Regions from separate parts of the Mus musculus genome. Here region 2 is linked to region 1. A link is a contact called in public Hi-C data. All regions are on one chromosome and are shown on one strand. Each heading gives the region's core, a stretch centred on a gene start, on an enhancer-like site or on the middle of the called end of the contact. The rest is flanking DNA. Distances are from core to core; before and after follow the strand shown.

What was found. A called contact is a pair of places that touch in the nucleus more often than the background predicts.
Region 2: a contact with region 1 is called in a Hi-C map of B cells, with 7 read pairs. The contact joins the enhancer-like site here to the promoter of Mcur1 in region 1. A contact is called at or near these places in 1 of 39 promoter capture datasets (pre-B cells) and 1 of 484 Hi-C or Micro-C datasets (B cells).

The regions. Positions count from the first base shown.
Region 1 is chr13:43,557,501-43,562,743 of GRCm38.p6, reverse strand. It overlaps Mcur1 (mitochondrial calcium uniporter regulator 1), which reads left to right and starts at 2,553. Exons shown (of 9, transcript NM_001081059.3): 1 at 2,553-2,975. The coding sequence starts at 2,618.
Region 2 is chr13:44,515,962-44,521,204 of GRCm38.p6, reverse strand. No RefSeq gene overlaps it. Among named protein-coding and RNA genes, the nearest start is that of Gm47792, 9.1 kb to the right of the region's middle. Within about 2 kb of position 3,189, at least 22 of the 459 cell types and tissues checked have an H3K27ac peak or open chromatin away from gene starts, as enhancers often do. A contact at or near this core is called in B cells, where this site is marked.

The sequences.
Region 1 (5,243 bases), core at 1,304-3,803:
ATATTTTCCATAAGACAGGTTAAGACATATGTCCACACAGTGATTTACTCAGGGTAGAAATAGACCACGTGTCGGCCACTAGGAGAATGGATAACTGCGTGGTCACTGTTAGTCTTACAGTGAGGTAGTATTTAATAATGAACATAGCCCTTGATGCAGCAGAGATGACTTTCACGGAAGGCATCAGACCCTCGTCAGGGTTTTATGCAGGATTCCACTTGTATGAAGTCCAAGACCCAAAGGAAACCAGTCCGTGGGATTGAAATCCAAGCCGGGTACCTCTTGTTGGGTTGGTGATTTCGGAAACTGAAAAGGAGCACAAAGGAATATTCCAGAGAAAGGAAAATGGCCCAGCATTCTTTGGGTGGTATATGCTATTGTTACCTACAATTATTAAGCATATAAAATGTGTGGGCTTTAATGTTTGCAAATTATATGTCAACTTTAAAGACTCATGTTTATGCCACTGTCCTGTGACCATGCCTCTAACAGGGTGCATTTTATCTGTTCACTTTTCCAGTCACAAATAATGGCACATAATTTACACACTCCAGCACACATGCACACGGGAGTACACACACAGACTCTATCTTTTGTATTCTACACTGGCCTTGAACTTGCTATGCAGTCAAGAATGCACGTGAACTCCTGATCCTTCTGCCTCCACTCCAGCAAGCTGGGACTGCTCCACCACATCTAGTCTTTCCTTTGTGCATGTATTAGACCAACCTATAGGAAATTACCAAATGTTCAACACTTTTGACCTATAAAAATAAAAACTCCTTATGGTCTAAACGAATAGGTTTCTAGTGTTTCTGGATTATTTCCTTCGATTACATTTTCCGAGCTGGGTGTTGAGCAACATTCATCAACAGGAAAGGCTGTAGGTGAATATTTTGTGTTACCTGCCACTTTACAAACTGATATTTTAACCTTTTAAGTGTCGGACTTGTACCTAATTTTTAAATTATTTGCATGTTGTAGTCACCTGCACCTGTCTTCCGCATCTGTTTACACACTCCTCTGCCCAGAGCTCTGCTCTTTTATTATGGGTCCCAGCACTTTCCACATCAGTTTGTCTACATTTTTTAGCCCTTAGCTAAAAAAAGAGGAGGAGGAGGAGGAGGAGGAGGAGGAGGAGGAGGAGGAGGAGGAACGCTAAGTACTGGTCACTTCAGGAACACAACTGTTAGGTCTTAAACCCAGGACAAAGGGCTAACTAAGGTGCTTGTTTAACACCTCAAAGCGGGCCTGGCCCCTGGTTCTCTTAGCATCTGTCAGTGCTTACTACTTAACCCGATCCTTGCCCTAGTCTGCCCTCTACCCTAACGTCTCCAGTCCAGGGACTGGGCTGCCCTTCTCTTAGATGCCCTTCTTCATATAATCCAACCATTTTAGTGACCTAACCCCTTTTCTCTACCCTTTAAACTCCTGGCTCGCCTCTCTCTCCTCCTACTTCTCCCACGTGACCAGGCTCAAGGTCATGTTCAACCCTCTGGACTTTCCCAGATGTCTCTTGCCTCTGGCTATGCTTTCCCTTTTCTGGCGACTCTCTCCACCAACATACTGAGGGGCAGTCTTGTCCTTTCATTTTCTCCTCTGTCCTCCTCCCTCTCTCTCTCTTTCTCCTCCCCTCTCCTCCCCTCCCCTCCCCTCCCCTCCCCTTCCTTCCCCTCCCTCTCTCTGTCCCAGCATAGTCCCTTGTACTTGTTATTCATCCATCCAACAAACTTTCTCAAAATAACACAAAGGACCGGTAACTGCAAAGTGCAGCAGTCTTTCAAAAAGTTCGGAACTAAAACACTGCCTGTCTCAAATATCTTATTATGCCATAGTCTAGTTTAACATTCATATCCCTACTACGTTTTACGTTTCCACACTAGGACCTTTTAATGTGCTCTAACCCAAAACAAAAACTGTAGTCCCAAGTGGTGGTCCATGCCTTTAATCGCGTCAGTCAGCGGGCAAGGTCTGCTTGGTCTACATAGAGAGTTCCAGGACAGTGGAGGCTACATAGTGAAACTTTGTCTCAAAAACGAAAAGCAAAATCAAAACTGGAAATTTAGCTGTGAGTGTATGGACTCTGAAAGCATAGTTCCCTATGCCCGGTAAATAAGTCCCTAAAATACAACCCTAGGGAACTTGAGATCCCGGCTAGTTAATAAAAATCTAAGCCAGTCGAGCTTGGTCAAGAACTTCTCAAAGGTCTGCGAAGGGCAAAGGAGCCATTAACATTCTTAAGGGCAACTGCGAAATGAAACTGTAAATCGTAGGAGCCGAAAGAGCAACGTGATTCTGCAGCGGAAAATGGCTAAGGCTCACCCTAGTTCCTGTCTGGGAGACGAGGTTAGGGCAGGCCACAGGCAGGGAACAGGGGCGTGGGGATGTAAAGGCGGACCCGGCAGAGGGCAAGCCTGGAGGAGCCTGGCTGGGGCGACCAGACTAGGGGCGAGGCCAGGGAGGGCGGGGACGAGGCCCGCGGCGATGGGGAGGAGGCGTGGCGACGGCGGAAAGGGCAGGTCTGCGCGGCGGCCCACGCTCGCTCCCGAGGCGACTCGGAGTCGGGGCCGCGCGGGAGCGACCTGCGTGCGCGCTCGGGCCTGTGACCCGCTCGGGGATGGACAGCGGCTCCGTGGCGGCCGAGCGGCCGAGGCGCACACCGAGTCGCCAGCGGCTCCCGTCCTCCGGCTGCGGAGTTCCGGCGCGCCCGGGCGTCTCCACGCTGCCCGGTGGACGAAGCTGGCTGAGGCCTCGCGGACGGGCGGCCCGCGCGTCTCCGCTGTTGTTCCTCCTGCTCGTGCCCTCCCCGCGCCTGGCCGCCACCGCCACTGCCACCGCCCCGCGTAGGACGCTGGCTGAGCGCTCGCGCCCGGGGCTCGTTCTCCCCGCGGCCGCGCTCGGCGCCGGCAGGAACGCGCTGGGCCGTCTGCGGCTGGGCGCCCGGCGTGTGGCCGCGCTTGCGAGCAGCCGGAGAGGTGAGAAAGGACGGAGGGAGGGAGGGACAGCGGGTCACACAGGTGACCGGGCTGTAGCCACGCCGCCAGGGCGAGGGTTCGCAGCCCAGAGCCCCGGTGTCCTGGCTCCGGATGACACGCGTACTCGGGGCTGCCCTTGCACACCTGTTGGAGCCAGGGAAAAGTGGAAAAAGTGCTAGAAGCCGGTGCATTCAGGACCGAGGGGCGCAGATCCCTGAATGAAGAGATGACATTTCGTTTTGATTCCAAACTATTGATTCATTCATGGCCCGCTGTCGCCCATTCTCTGCCTGGCACTTTACTAGCTGTTTCGGGTAATTTGTTCAACAAAATCTTTTCTTTCCGGAGCTTACTTCAAGCAAGATATGCAGCAGGTGTTTTTCTATATGACTACACACACTTATCCATGCTAATTTTACTGTACTAATTTGACAGATAGTATAAAGAAAAATAGAGGCTTTATGTTTAGACTTGAAGAACTCTGTGCGTTTAAATTGAGTGACCAGAGCTTTGATGTGTCATTTGGGTAATTGAAGGAGGCGAGGGACACCGCTGAACTGCATAAGAAAGTAAACTAGCTGGAATGTGCTCACAGTAAATAGTAGATAAAATCTTATCGCACAGGCCAATCAGCAAACGTGGCTTAATTACTTCTTGAGTAACCTGTTTCTGGCCATTAGTGGCCATATGCACCCATGCTTTGGTTGTCTGTATTTTTTTTTCTATGAGAATTACCTGCATCTAAAATTTAAGAATACATATGGCTAGAGGAGAAACTCCTAATAGTTCTGAAAAATGAAGGACGCTTTATATGCAGATAGGAAAATGAGCAGTGAGCTTTATGCCCGAGTTTTGTAGGATTGGGAGTTGGAGATCTGTCTGGTTTCTTTTTCCCATAACTTGCCATCCTGTGTGCTCTTTTCATTGGTTCTGCCTTGAGACCAGGTGAGAACTGTGTAGCCCGAGCTGGCCTCGAACTCACAGAGATCCCTCGTGCCACCTAAGTACTGGGACTAAAGACTGGGCTACCACACCCCTGCTTGCTGTAGTTTTCACAAGCTGTTGTTGCCTGCCAATGTGTTTGCTCATAATTTATGGTTTGGGAGCAAAGAAGGAGGTTCTTTCTCGTTGTGTTAGCAAGATCGTGCCGTTTTAGTGTTAGGCTCCGTACATCTTAAGGGACACAGCAGAAACACTAGGAAACTTTCGTGCCCCCTTTTAAAGCCATCAGCACTTTGCTCCTTTATTCTTGGCCCCGGGGTTGTTAGTTTGGCTTTGTGCCTGAGGTCCACAGTGGGACAGATCTACCTCAGGATGGTGTGCCTTGAAATTTTGCAGTTGGTTTCTAGCCTATTCAAGGGTATCTTTGGACTTCTTTTACAATTATGGATTTTAATACCCTTTGGCTATGGCGAAGGAAGGTCTCCAAAAAGGAGAATTACTCCTTACATTCTAACACTCCTCAAGTTAATGTCTTCCTGTTGTGATTCCTGGGAATTCAGAACTACTGGGTCCTCAATGTGACAGGGCAAGGTGGCATTCCCTTTCCTCTCGGGTTGAACTCCCATTGGCAAGTAGCCAGCCCTTTTCCTTACTTTTTAGAAGCCAACTTTCTTGAAATAAGCTTGCTATTTCTGGTTGTTTCTGGAAAAAGGAAAAGAAAAAAACCGTAAACGTGCCAACCACTGCTAGCAGTGGTGGTGTGTGGGTCCGGGGACCCAACTCAGTAAATAAAATACTAGAGCAGGAGGACCAGAGTTGAGGTCCCCAGAGCCCACATAAATACTAGGCTTCGCAGTGACCTGACTGTCATCCCAGCACTCAGAAGGTACAGTTGTGGGTGATCTCTAGCAGTATCCACGAGCTCTGGGTTCAATCGAGAGATGTTACCTGAGTGAATATGGTACAGATTGATCGGGAAAGATGCCAGACATTAATCTGGGGTGTCTACAGGCAGGCACGCATACGGTACATATGTACACGTGTGAATGACCGTGTGGGTGCTGGGAATCGAAAGAGCAGCCGGTGCCGTTAATTGCTGGGGCTTCTCTCCATCCCTTGTTATGATTGTGTCTTAGTCTTAGTGAACAGACATCATGAGCAAGGCAACTCTTACAAGGGCAACATTTATAAGGGCTGGCTTACAGGTTCAGAGGTTCAGTCCAGTATCATCAAGGTGGGAATGTGGCAGCATCCAGGCAGACATGGTGCAGGAGGAGCTGAGAGTTCTACATCTTCATCTGAAGGCTGCTAGCAGAAGACTTGCTT
Region 2 (5,243 bases), core at 1,940-4,439, 960 kb before region 1:
CTTTTAAAAGTTTGTTATTCATTTTGTGCTGGTGGAAGGTGATAGCTGGTAGGAGCTCTGATTTGCCTGGAGAGGAGCACTTTGGGCCGATCATGCGCAGAGTGAACGGATGGAGGCGCCTTTGGAGTGGGGAGATGATCTAGTATTCTGTCCAATGAGCTTGTTTTGTTTTCTGAGACACAGTTTCTCTGCTTAGCCGAATGCGATCTCCAGTTCACCTTCTTCCTGTTTCAGGCTCCTGAGAGCAGAGATATTACAGGAGTTCATGCCACTGGCCAGGCCACTTAGTGTCCACGGAAAAATCTTCCTCCTCTGCCTCATCATGCTCCTTACTGAGTCCTAACCAAGGCCAATGTCCCAGGGGTCTCAAGGACCTGAAGTTTTTGTGGGGGTGGGGGTGGGGGTGGGGGTGGGGGTGGGGGATGCTATGATCCACAGCTGCCAAGGTATGCAGTATGTGGACGTGTTTGTGAGGGGGCTGCAAGCTAGCAGCTCTTAGCCGTTCCTGTGTAGTGGCCTGTGTTGTCATTGTCTGTGGAGGGGACCAGGATGGAACAGCACCAAACATGCCTCTTTGGTAAGAGAAGTATAGTACTTAGGCTGCAGGTATTCAAGTTGCTGGATCTTTTTTTGTTCGAAAACTGAGCTTCCTACAAGACTTCTAGTCTTATCAGTTCCTTCCCTGGGACCAATTCAGTCACCTTCTCTCCTCAGAGGCCAGAGTCTCCGAGTCACCTAAACAGTGTCCTAAGACCATTTCTTCTCCTGGCTACTCTCTTGAGAGAGCTGGGTTAGCTTTTCAAAAAGTCCGTCATTAGGAGGTAAGTTCCCTCTCTCTGCTCCTCTCCCACTTTCTCCTAACTTAGGTATGTAACCCTCCATTCTACCCGCCTTCGACACTCTCATATAGAGTGGAGAGTGGCTGTCCTGAGCAGGAGAATCTTCTATGGAGATTTCAGACTGGCAGTTAGTTTTTCTCCTGTTAATCTGTCTTTCCTTGGTCTAATTTACAGAGCTGCAGCCAACCAACTTAGGAGGGGAGATGGAAAAAGGTCCCTATCTGTGTGCTTACTAAATCTTTCAGTATTTCAACAGCATGGAAAATCTTGGAAGATGGGAGCCACTACCCATCATAAGCCCTGACTCCCAGTACCTATACCAAAAACACCCAGTGAACAGCTAGCTCAATGTTAAGCTGTGTGTTAGGAATGCACAAAAAACAAACAAACAAAAACAAAACTGACCTAAAACTGAGGTTTATGGTAAGGATGATGGGCTCTGGGGGAGAGTTAAGGGTATTTTGGTCAAGGCAGAATCTATATGTACAAGTCTTGCGCTGTGCCTTAAACATGTGCTGTGGGCCGAGTATACTTGCCTACTTAGTATGTTAGTGATTCTCCTGTGCTCACCTCGCCCACACAGTGACTGTAGTTGCATTCTTTAGTCCAGTACTTCATGGGTCAACAGGACCCATGAGGGCTTTTCCTTACTTAGCCATTAGGCACCAGAGAACAGTCAGGTTGGAAGCCAAGCGCTAAAGTTTCCAGGATTTGGCCATTCAGTTCCTCTTGGGATCCTGTCGTTTGAACCTGACTCTTGGCCATGCACAAAAGGGATATTTTATCTTCCTTTGGCCCTTTCTTTACGGTTTTGTCTGTACTGTTGGCAGTGGGTGCTTACCTTTTGGCAATATCTGCATTTGGGTGTTTTAACATGTCTTTTACTCCTATCCTGCCCAACTGATAGGTAATCAATTGTGAGGTTAGCAAAGAATGCCATACCTGCAAGAGGTGAGAACCCTTCCATCCCCTGCCCCTGCCTCTCGACAGGGCTCTTGCCATGTGACCTGGTCTGATGTGGTACTTACTATGTAGCCGAGGTTGACCTCAAGCTTTTGTTGATCTTTCTAAGCCCTGAGTATGTGTCGCCACACCTTACCTGGAAGAAAGTCTTAAAGGGAGATTTCTGGATTCCCGGGTTGACTTGATATTTAGAGAAGGCACGAGACTCATCCTGTTCTGTTCTTGCATTTTTATAAAAGGGTAAATGTCGTGTTGATGTGGGTGACGATGTGCCTCCTTCTCTCAGCATTTGAAACAGACGGCTTTTCCTTGGAGGACAGTTCAGAATCTCCCTGCATGGCAGTCCCTCGGGGGTGGGATGGGAGATGATCATAGCTGATTGTCACACATGACACCGGATACTGTATTAAATGCTATATCAAGGCAGCATTATCGTTTGGTTCCATTTTTGATGTGCTGATTAAGTCAAAGAGTCTAAAGTTGATTCTGAAATGTTTTGAATGTTTCTTTAGCACTGTTCTCTATTTAAAACTATTTCTCTTTCTCCTCCTCCTCTCTTTCCTCCTCCTCTTCCTTCTTCTCCTTATTTTATTATTATTTTTTTGAAGACAGTCTCGCTATGTAGCTCCGGCTGGCCGGTGGGGAGCAAACTCTGGGTTCTCGACCTTTAGCATTTTGAGAAATTCACCCATAATGCTTCTCTCCACTTTCTGGTATTTGTTTTCACAGTTGCTCTCTGTTTATGGCAGGCAACCCTGGGTTTTGATTCAGCATTTGTGTCAAGAGTTTTAACATAAGAATGAAGATTTTAGAAAAATGAATTGACTTAATGAGAGTAAGCAATGGATAGAATTTGAAGTGGTGGGGATTTCGTAGGTGTTCTGCTGATGTGTGCAGGGGAGCATGGGATGCGATGGTCCTCGTTCTTCTCCTATTGCCTAATTATAGCATCCTCTTGTCATTCATCCTCCCCCCCCAATCTTATGGGGGTATTTCCCACTTTGCCCGGCTTGATTTACTCTCTGTTCCTCTTTTTTTCTCTCCACCAGTTTCTACTGCTGGGGGATTTCCTTCTGTGAGGAGAGGACTTACCCCTATATGAGGTATGTCCTTTCTTTCTTTCTTTCTTTTTTTTTTTTTGGTTTTTTGAGACAGGGTTTCTCTATGTAGCCCTGGCTGTCCTGGAACTCACTCTGTAGACCAGGCTGGCCTTGAACTCAGAAATCCACCTGTCTCTGCCTCCCGAGTGCTGGGATTAAAGGCGTGCGCCACCACACCCGGCTTAATGTCCTTTCTTTTGCAATCTGTTTGCTTGTTGTCTAGTTCGTTATGGTGTGCTAGAGTGAATGAGATCTGTATAGCAGTGGGGTCAGGCATGCTCTCTTTGCTTGGTCTGATCATTTTAATCATTTCTTCTAGCTTCTGGTCTCGGTGTAGATCACTTTCTTTTCCTCTGTGTAACTGGTTGCCCCGCCCCCCTGTCCCCCTGCTGCTAGGGTCCAGGGGGTGGACTCTGATTCATCTCAGCATTTCGTACAGAACCCAGTGAATATACAGTATGGCTCACAATCCGAGTAATGTCTCAGCCTCGGAATTCAGAGTCATGTGAAGAACAGGAGAATCCATGAAGACACAGGTGGAGCCAGGCCCTGGACTCAATCAACCAATCAATAGACACAGGTAGAGGTTATAGACACACAGAAAGACAGACACAGACAGACAGACACATGCACGCACGCAGGCACGCACTCCCCTACGTGTAAGAAAAACAAACAAACAAACAAAAAAACCCCTCAGTACTGGTATTTGCCATTCCCAACTTTAACTAATGGCAGTACTGTGAGAGAGGAGGGCTTACTGATTAACATTGGAAGCCAAGCTATGGATGCGACTGACTGCTCTGTCCTAACTCTGTGGGCTGTTGTAGTCTGAGAGCTGCTCGCCGATCCCACTTGACATACACCAGCATGTGTGTTCTTTCTCTGCTATCCTGTATTTCTGCCCACATTGCTGGGCTTAAGAAAATGTGTGTTTGTAAGCTACGCAAGACCTAGGCTGTCTCCTGTTGAATCGGATTCTCATTAAGAAAAAAAGAAAGAAAGAAAGAAAGAAAGAAAGAAAGAAAGAAAGAGAATGGGGGAGGGGCAGTAAGCAAATAGGAAATCCAGGGACCATTCTATATATTTTTTTTTAGACCAATGCTTATTTTCTTGGCAGGCAAATGCTTTTTTCTCACCTTTTGACGTACTCCTAATGGTCCCATTAAAATACATTTAGCCTTTTCTCCCTCCTCCGTCTGCCAGCACTCCCCATCATGTGGTGAATGTCAGACAGGTTTTAAGTTCCGAAGAGCAGAGAACAGGCTGAGTTGGAACAGGATCATATGTCCTCCTCCCACCCCCTAGAAATGTGCACCCTCTCCATTTTATTGTGCAGTGTTCAGTTGCAGCTGGACCTGGAGGTGCTGGGATAACAGGAAGATGTCACTGACGCTCAAGTCTGTCTGATGCTGAGGATGGGTTCCTAAGAGGATGTCTCTTCCACTAGGAGTCCTTTGCAGCACAGGATCTGGACTGTTGTTTTTAGATGTTCCCTCGTGGCCCTGTATAGATGATCACCAACATTCCTTCCATTTCTCTGAGTAGGTGATTTTCTATGGTGACTAGGGGTGAGGGGTGGTAGTGGTGGTGCTACGGAGCACCTCAAATTCCCTTCCCCATCTCCTGGAGTGACACAAGATTCCTTACAGGAAACTGCCTTTCTCTGCCTGTGGGAAGGAGTGCTGCATCTTGTGGTTTTTGAGGTTCTAGCAGCCAAGGAGGGGCTTACAAGGCTGCCGGGCCAAGCAGGCAAGAAGGGGTCCGGTACCCTTCTCTCTCTTCTGAAGACCTTCCAAGGGTAGAAACCAAACCCAGGCTCTGACTCAGAGAATTGTGGATGGTCAAAAGATGTTCATTATGATAGCTATGATGGGGACCTACAGAAGCACCCAGAGAGGAGCCTGGTCCAGGGACGAGCAAGAGGAAGCCTGGAGTCAGATGCTCCTATGTTGATGCCTTGGAGCAGAGGAGGGGGGCAGTCTACCCTCTAAAGCAGTGGGTCTCAACATGTGAGTCATGACCCCTTAGGGGCAGAACAACCCTTTCACGGGGGTCACCTAAGACCATCGGAAAACACAGATTTTTACATTGTGATTCATAACTGTAGTACAACCAATTTATGCTTAGCTCTGACTAGCTTACAAATAAATGAGACTTAGACTAAGGTTATTTTATTTGGCTTTTACAATTACTGAGAGATAACCCCTAAACTACTCTTCTAGATGTTGGCCTGGCCGCCTCCCCAGCAGTATACCCCAGATACTTGCTGTTTCTCCTGGCCATGTGCTTATGGTCTGTCTTCCTTCATGGTAGCTTCCTCTCTTCCTATTGGAACAGAAGC